Linked DNA regions of Zea mays: region 1 is linked to region 2. Evidence: chromatin contacts called from public Hi-C data. All regions are on one chromosome and are shown on one strand. Each heading gives the region's core, a stretch centred on a gene start, on an enhancer-like site or on the middle of the called end of the contact. The rest is flanking DNA. Distances are from core to core; before and after follow the strand shown.

Evidence for each region. Hi-C and Micro-C count contacts between places; a contact is called where the count stands out from the background.
Region 1: a contact with region 2 is called in a Hi-C map of ear, with 2.1 times the contacts expected there. The contact joins the promoter of LOC100278722 here to the promoter of LOC103655060 in region 2. A contact is called at or near these places in 3 of 25 Hi-C or Micro-C datasets (bundle sheath, ear and tassel).

What each region holds. Positions count from the first base shown.
Region 1 is chr4:8,459,704-8,462,682 of Zm-B73-REFERENCE-NAM-5.0, reverse strand. It overlaps LOC100278722, which reads left to right and starts at 1,722. Exons shown (of 10, transcript NM_001151906.2): 1 at 1,722-2,979. The coding sequence starts at 1,821.
Region 2 is chr4:8,017,324-8,020,237 of Zm-B73-REFERENCE-NAM-5.0, reverse strand. LOC103655060 reads left to right here and starts at 1,280. Exons shown (of 3, transcript XM_020551799.3): 1 at 1,280-2,108; 2 at 2,218-2,300; 3 at 2,396-2,867. The coding sequence starts at 1,991. The coding sequence ends at 2,533.

The sequences.
Region 1 (2,979 bases), core at 473-2,972, 440 kb before region 2:
TGGGCTTCGATGCCGCTGTGTATGGGTGGGGCAGGGGTTCGGGGGTTTTCTTGACCTGTGTGAGAAGGTCTTCTTCTTAATACAATGCCCGGGGGCTGTCTTACCCCCCGCAGGTCAAGTTTTTACACCGATTAATAAATATTTTTGGAATGGTGGCGATTGCAGCGGAACTCACGGTAAACGCGTGAACCAACTGTTCTCGGGATACCCAGAGCTTGTTCGGTTAGCTTTCAATCCATGTGGATTGAATACGATTGAGGTCTCGTTCGTTTACGTCGGATTGCACCCAGAATCGTTCCAGCTAATCAAAGTTTATATAAATTAGAGAAGCAATCCGGTTAGAAATCGTTCTGACCCACCAATCCGACACAAACGAACAAGGCCTGAGTGAGTTTAAATCCCAAACAAGTTAAACTCTTTCTTAATTTTTTTCAATTACATCCAATCCATGTGTAATGGGAATAACCGAACAAGATATTAATTGGATTGGTTGTATTGTTGGAGTCATCGTGTATGTATTTTTCAGTCTTAGACTCAAATGGTTGTCTGCGCCCTCTAGTTTGTCTCTTACTCTTGGAGGAGATAATTGTATATTTGGGACTCTAAACATTGCGCTTCGCACAAATGCCATTCGAAAGATTTTCTTCGTAAAAAAGGGACTATAAATATATTCTAATTGATTATACTACCATTTAATGTATATTGTTCCTTTTATAATTTATTTTCATGTATTTATCATTTAAGAGTCAAAATTGCCCTGGCCTCTCTTTGGGTTTCTTCGTCCGTCTCTATCTCCTGGTTCCTCTCCTCTGCGTTCTCTCGGCTCTTCTCTCGCGAGATCTCCTTCGGACTGCTCCTCTGTGGCAACCACGCCTACCGCGGGCAGGGCCGCCACCGCGCCGCCACGGCTGTGGACGCGCCGGGCAGGGCAGCCACCGCGGCTGTGGACGCGACGGACAGGGCCGCCACCGCGCCGGGCAGGGCCGTCACCGCGCCGCGCCGGGCAGGGCAGCCACCGCGCCGGGCAGGGAGTCCCCATGCTACTGTACGTGTCGAGCTGTTCGCGTGCAGGTGAGTTGTTCGCTGTCGAGCTGTTCGAATCCAATGACCAACAAATGCTCAATAAAGAAAATACCAAACGAATTACTGGAACTTGACATCGCTCTCTTGCACGGGATCGCTCAAGCTGAACGAAGGAAAGTACGCTCAAGCTGAACGAAGGAAAGTAGGAACCCAGGGAAAGGTAGGGGCAATTTTGACTTTTAGATGATAAATACATGGAAACAAATTATAAAAAGGAACAATACACGTTAAATGGTAGTATAATCAATTAGAATATATTTATAGTCTCTTTTTTACGAAGAAAATCTTTCGAATGGCATTTGTGCGAAGCACAATGTTTAAAGTCCTAAATATGCAATTATCTCCTCTTGGAGATGATCTAACTAAAAATGACTTAAATTTTAGAAGATAATAACCGAACAGGATCTAATAAAATCACACTTCGACACCAAACCGAACCCCCTTCCTCAACATCAACATCAACAATTCAACATCGACCTCCCCCAAATCTCATCAGCAACTACACGGCACCGCAGTCCGCAGCAAACTGTGCACACGGCACACCACACCGCGGCGGCCACCGCCCGCCTGGCCCCACCGTCCTCTTCCACGACGTCACTATAAAACCCGCTCCACCGTACCGCCTCCCAAGAACCCCCAAACAAACCCCCCGCTCCGCCGCCCGGAGAACCCACCTGGCCACCTCACCGCGGCATTTCCACGAGACCACGAGCACCCCTCGCCGCCTTCCGACCGCGATGACCGACGCCGAAGCGGACACGGAGGCCGTCCGCGCCGCGGCCTGGGAGGTGCTGCGCCTCGATCACGACGGCCACACCCACGAGGCGCTCACCCGCGCCCGCGACCTCATGCTCGCGCATCAGGACATGGCGATCACGCACCGCCTCCTGGGCGACCTCTCCTACGGTGCCGCCGCCCGCGCGTGCCTCGAAGAAGGCACTCGGAAGGCCGGGTTGGCCGCGGCAGCGCCGCACCTCCACGTCGCCCGCGAAGCGTTTGCCGCGGCGCGCCGCCTCGCCCCCGACTGCATCGACATTGCCGACGCGCTCGGCGACGCCTTCGCGGCCTCCTGGATGTTCAGGGAGGCCGAGTGCGAGTACAAGCGCGCGCAGCACACCCCGCAGCCTACCGACCCGGCACTCCACAACGCGGCCTACGGCATGTGCATGTCCGGGGGCCACGAGCATGACCGCGACCCGGACTTCATGAGCGTGAGGGTGGAGGAGGTCAGGGCGCGGGCCCGCGCCTCCTACAGCCGCATGAAGACGGAGCAGCTCCTTCCGATCGCGATCCACCGGGTGCTCGAAGCCGGCATGCAGCTCGGCGCGGCGGAGGGGCGCAAGCAGGCCAAGGGCATCGCCGAGGTGTTCCCCGACCTGGGGCGCGCGCAGTACCTCGCGGCGTACATGGACCTGGAGTTCGTGCGCAGCCTCGACGCGGCCATCGACAAGCGCCTGTTCCTGCGCCGCACCCTCGTCATCACCGAGCGAGTGGCGCGGGACTACCCCAAATCGCCCGTGTTCGCCTCCTTCCACGCCAAGCTCCTCTTCGTCCTGGGTGAGTACGACGCAGCCGAGACGGAGTGCCGCCGCGCGCTGGAAATGGTGGAGCCCAATGACCCGCAAGACGACTGCATCCCGGTTGGGTCAATCAGCGGGGAAAACCGTGGCGTCAGGCTGGTTTCGGTGGCCTGCGAGTTCCACGAGCTGATCAACAAGATCGTGATGCTGGCCAGCGATTACTGGGACTCCATGAGCAGTGAGAGGCAGCGTCACAGCTTCCTACAGGTCAGGCTCGATGTGCTGCAGCATGAGTACAACAAGGTTGATCCGTCGCATGCGTTCGCTATGTCTGATGTGCGGAGCTTTGTCAAGGAGCACGAGTCTTGGAGGTTCT
Region 2 (2,914 bases), core at 31-2,530:
ATAAGTTATCAATGGTATTATATGTTTCCGTTGCAACGCACGGGCACACACCTAGTGAATGTATAATGGTGGTTCTCTTATAAAAACTGCAAGCCTAAATAGAATTTACAGAGATAGTTAACTTATTAGGATGTGTTCTGTTTGACTTTTGGTCATGGCTTCTACCTTCCAAAAACCAGAAGCCAAACCAAAGACCTTATTCTAACGAGCATCTTTTCTCAAAGCCGGCTTTCTCGTGTTGGAAATTGAAAACATGTTTGGAACTGTTTTTAGCGACTTTATTTTGAATGGGAGAACTTTCCCATATAGGCCTTTGGTGATGTTCTGAATGTATATAATTTTCCATTCCTATGTACTTTCCCATATATCGTCCTAATTGAAATACGTGTATGGATATTTCATGGACGTACCCCTGGGAAACAATTTGTCAAGAAATTTTAGGGAGACCCGTACTTGTTTGTTAAGATGGACCAATGCAATAAGGCTACGGTCTATGGACCGGACCTGACAAACTACTGAGGTGGTATTTTTGTCGCAAGAAGACTTGGAGACCTGAAAACAAAGTGTAGAAGCAAGGGTAAAGATTGACCTGATCCTTGCAGTGTTATTTCTTATTTGCATACTCTCTTTACGTCGTCTGGATGCTTGTCTCGTCCTGGCCGGCCGACATCACCTTGCCATTCATTTTTTTTTATTTCGCTCACGAGAATGAGAGCGTCGTCTGCCGAGTGCCGACTGCCTGCTTGTTACAGCTCGAGCGGCAAAGAAAGCGCGTGTGTCAACTCGGCCAAGGTCTGTCGTCAACTCATCCTTGTTTTTTCAGAGAAATGACGACCTCATAGCACACGGAGAGTCGGAGACTGTCTCGCTCTCACGTCTGGACCAAGTCTAAAACAATCCATTGCTGCTGCTGCTGCTGCTAGACGAAGTAGTATGCACACAAGATATGTTGCATGCTCTTGCTAGTGCCTGTGACTGTGAGGGCTGTGTGAGTCATCAAAAGCTGTAGACGCAATTAATTCATCAGTGGGCACACCACTGCACTACATGCAGCACTTGTTTAAGCCTCGATCAACTCTTTCAGAACTACTGCTGCAATTCAGTGTGTGTGTGTGTATACAAGGACGTACTGTTTTAATTTACTTGTTGAGAGATAAGTTAATGTAAATAAATTAGGTTCCGTACGTGGAGGGGCACAACCTATCTGCTGTTTGAGTGCTGCATCCACTATATATATGTGCGATATTCTTTCAGAGCTAGCCGGTACGCGCGGGCTGTGTAGTGGGTTGGTGGATAAGAAAGAGACAGAGACCTCGTCCTGATCGTCCCCAATGTGTTCCAGCTTGTTTTTTATCTCATTCAGTCTTCTCTCCCAGATCTCACCGTCGTCGTTCTCGATCACCGGCCGCCTGCATGCGTCTTTCGATCGGATCCCCTGCCAATGCGCAAGGAAAGGAAGAAACAACTAATTAACCAACCCATGCTTCGTTGTTATACTTTTTCTAGGTCGATCGTATAGAAAAGCTCGTCCCGCCCCGCGCGCGTGGTAAGCAAGCACTTCTTCCGAGCTAAAATATATAGCGATGATGGGCTACAGATACTCATCATGATCGTGCGTGCGTGGATGCTGCTTGAGAAGCCTCAATTGACACTATAGCAGCTACAGTCATTGTCGACGGCTAGGTCCCGCAAAAAAATAAGCTACAATTTATTTGTCCACAGCAAAGTCGCTATAAAAATAGCCGCGCCGACCGAGCTAGGGCCGCCGGATCCATCCAGCTCCATGCAAGCGGACCACCCGGCCGGCCCCATTATATTGGACGATCGATGCAGTCAGTACTCGAACATAGTGACTGAGTGGCCCGCAGCAGCTCTAGCGCAAGGACGACTGCAGCTACACTGTTTGTTTGTTCAAGAAAGCCTGTAGGATCGATCGGATCGGATCGGATCGGACAGAGCGAGCTATAGCTAGCTAGGGCTAGCTAGCTAGATGGCGAGGCTACGCCTGGCGGTGGTCGCCGTCGCCCTGGCCTTGTGCTGCTGCCTCATGATCCACGCGCCGACGACAGGTGCCGCTGCTGCCGCCGACGACGCCTCGTTTCCTCCTGGTAAGTATGGTGTGGTTGTCGTCGTTGTCTCGCTCCCAGGATTTCTGTAGCTACTTAATTAGCCAGTTTCTCACGCATGCACCTTATAAACAATCTGATCGTCGAGCAGGACTGGAGGTGGCGGCGCAGCAGCAGGATACCCGAGTGGCGGCTCCGCCGCCGTCGTCGTCGCCGGGCGCACAACACCATCAGGTGGTGGCTAATTCATCGATCTAGCTGTATAATAATAGTTAAATACACTCTACTGGATCGGAGTGACAACTTCATCGTTCTCGTACGTCATTCAGGAGGCCGCCGGCGGCGCCGTAGCTGCGGAGGCGGCGCCCGTCGGGAGGAAGAGGACGGAGCTGGAGCTGGTGGAGGACTACCCTGGCTCCGGCGCCAACGACCGCCACTCGCCGTGGGCACAGAAGCGGAGGAACTGATCGTCGATCTTGATCCACGATCGATCGATCGAGTCACCTCTCTGGATTTTTTTTTTTGGTTCCACACGCACAGCAGTTTCGTATGCAGGGCGTTTCGCTACTGTAGCTATATAGTATGTACGGCTATACGATTATACATCGTATTTGTACTTGTATATTATTACTATATGCGTACGCTGTCGCCGCGTGTCGGACCATGCCTCCGTGATCCGTGGAGCGAATCATACGGCGGAATACTATACTATGGCACTGTGCTCGAGTGAGTAGCTAGTCTGCACGAATTAGGGCCTGTTTGTTTGGAAATGCAGTTTTAAAACATTATAGTTTTAAGATACTATAGTTTATAATTGTATATGATACAAATACTACGGCATTAATTTA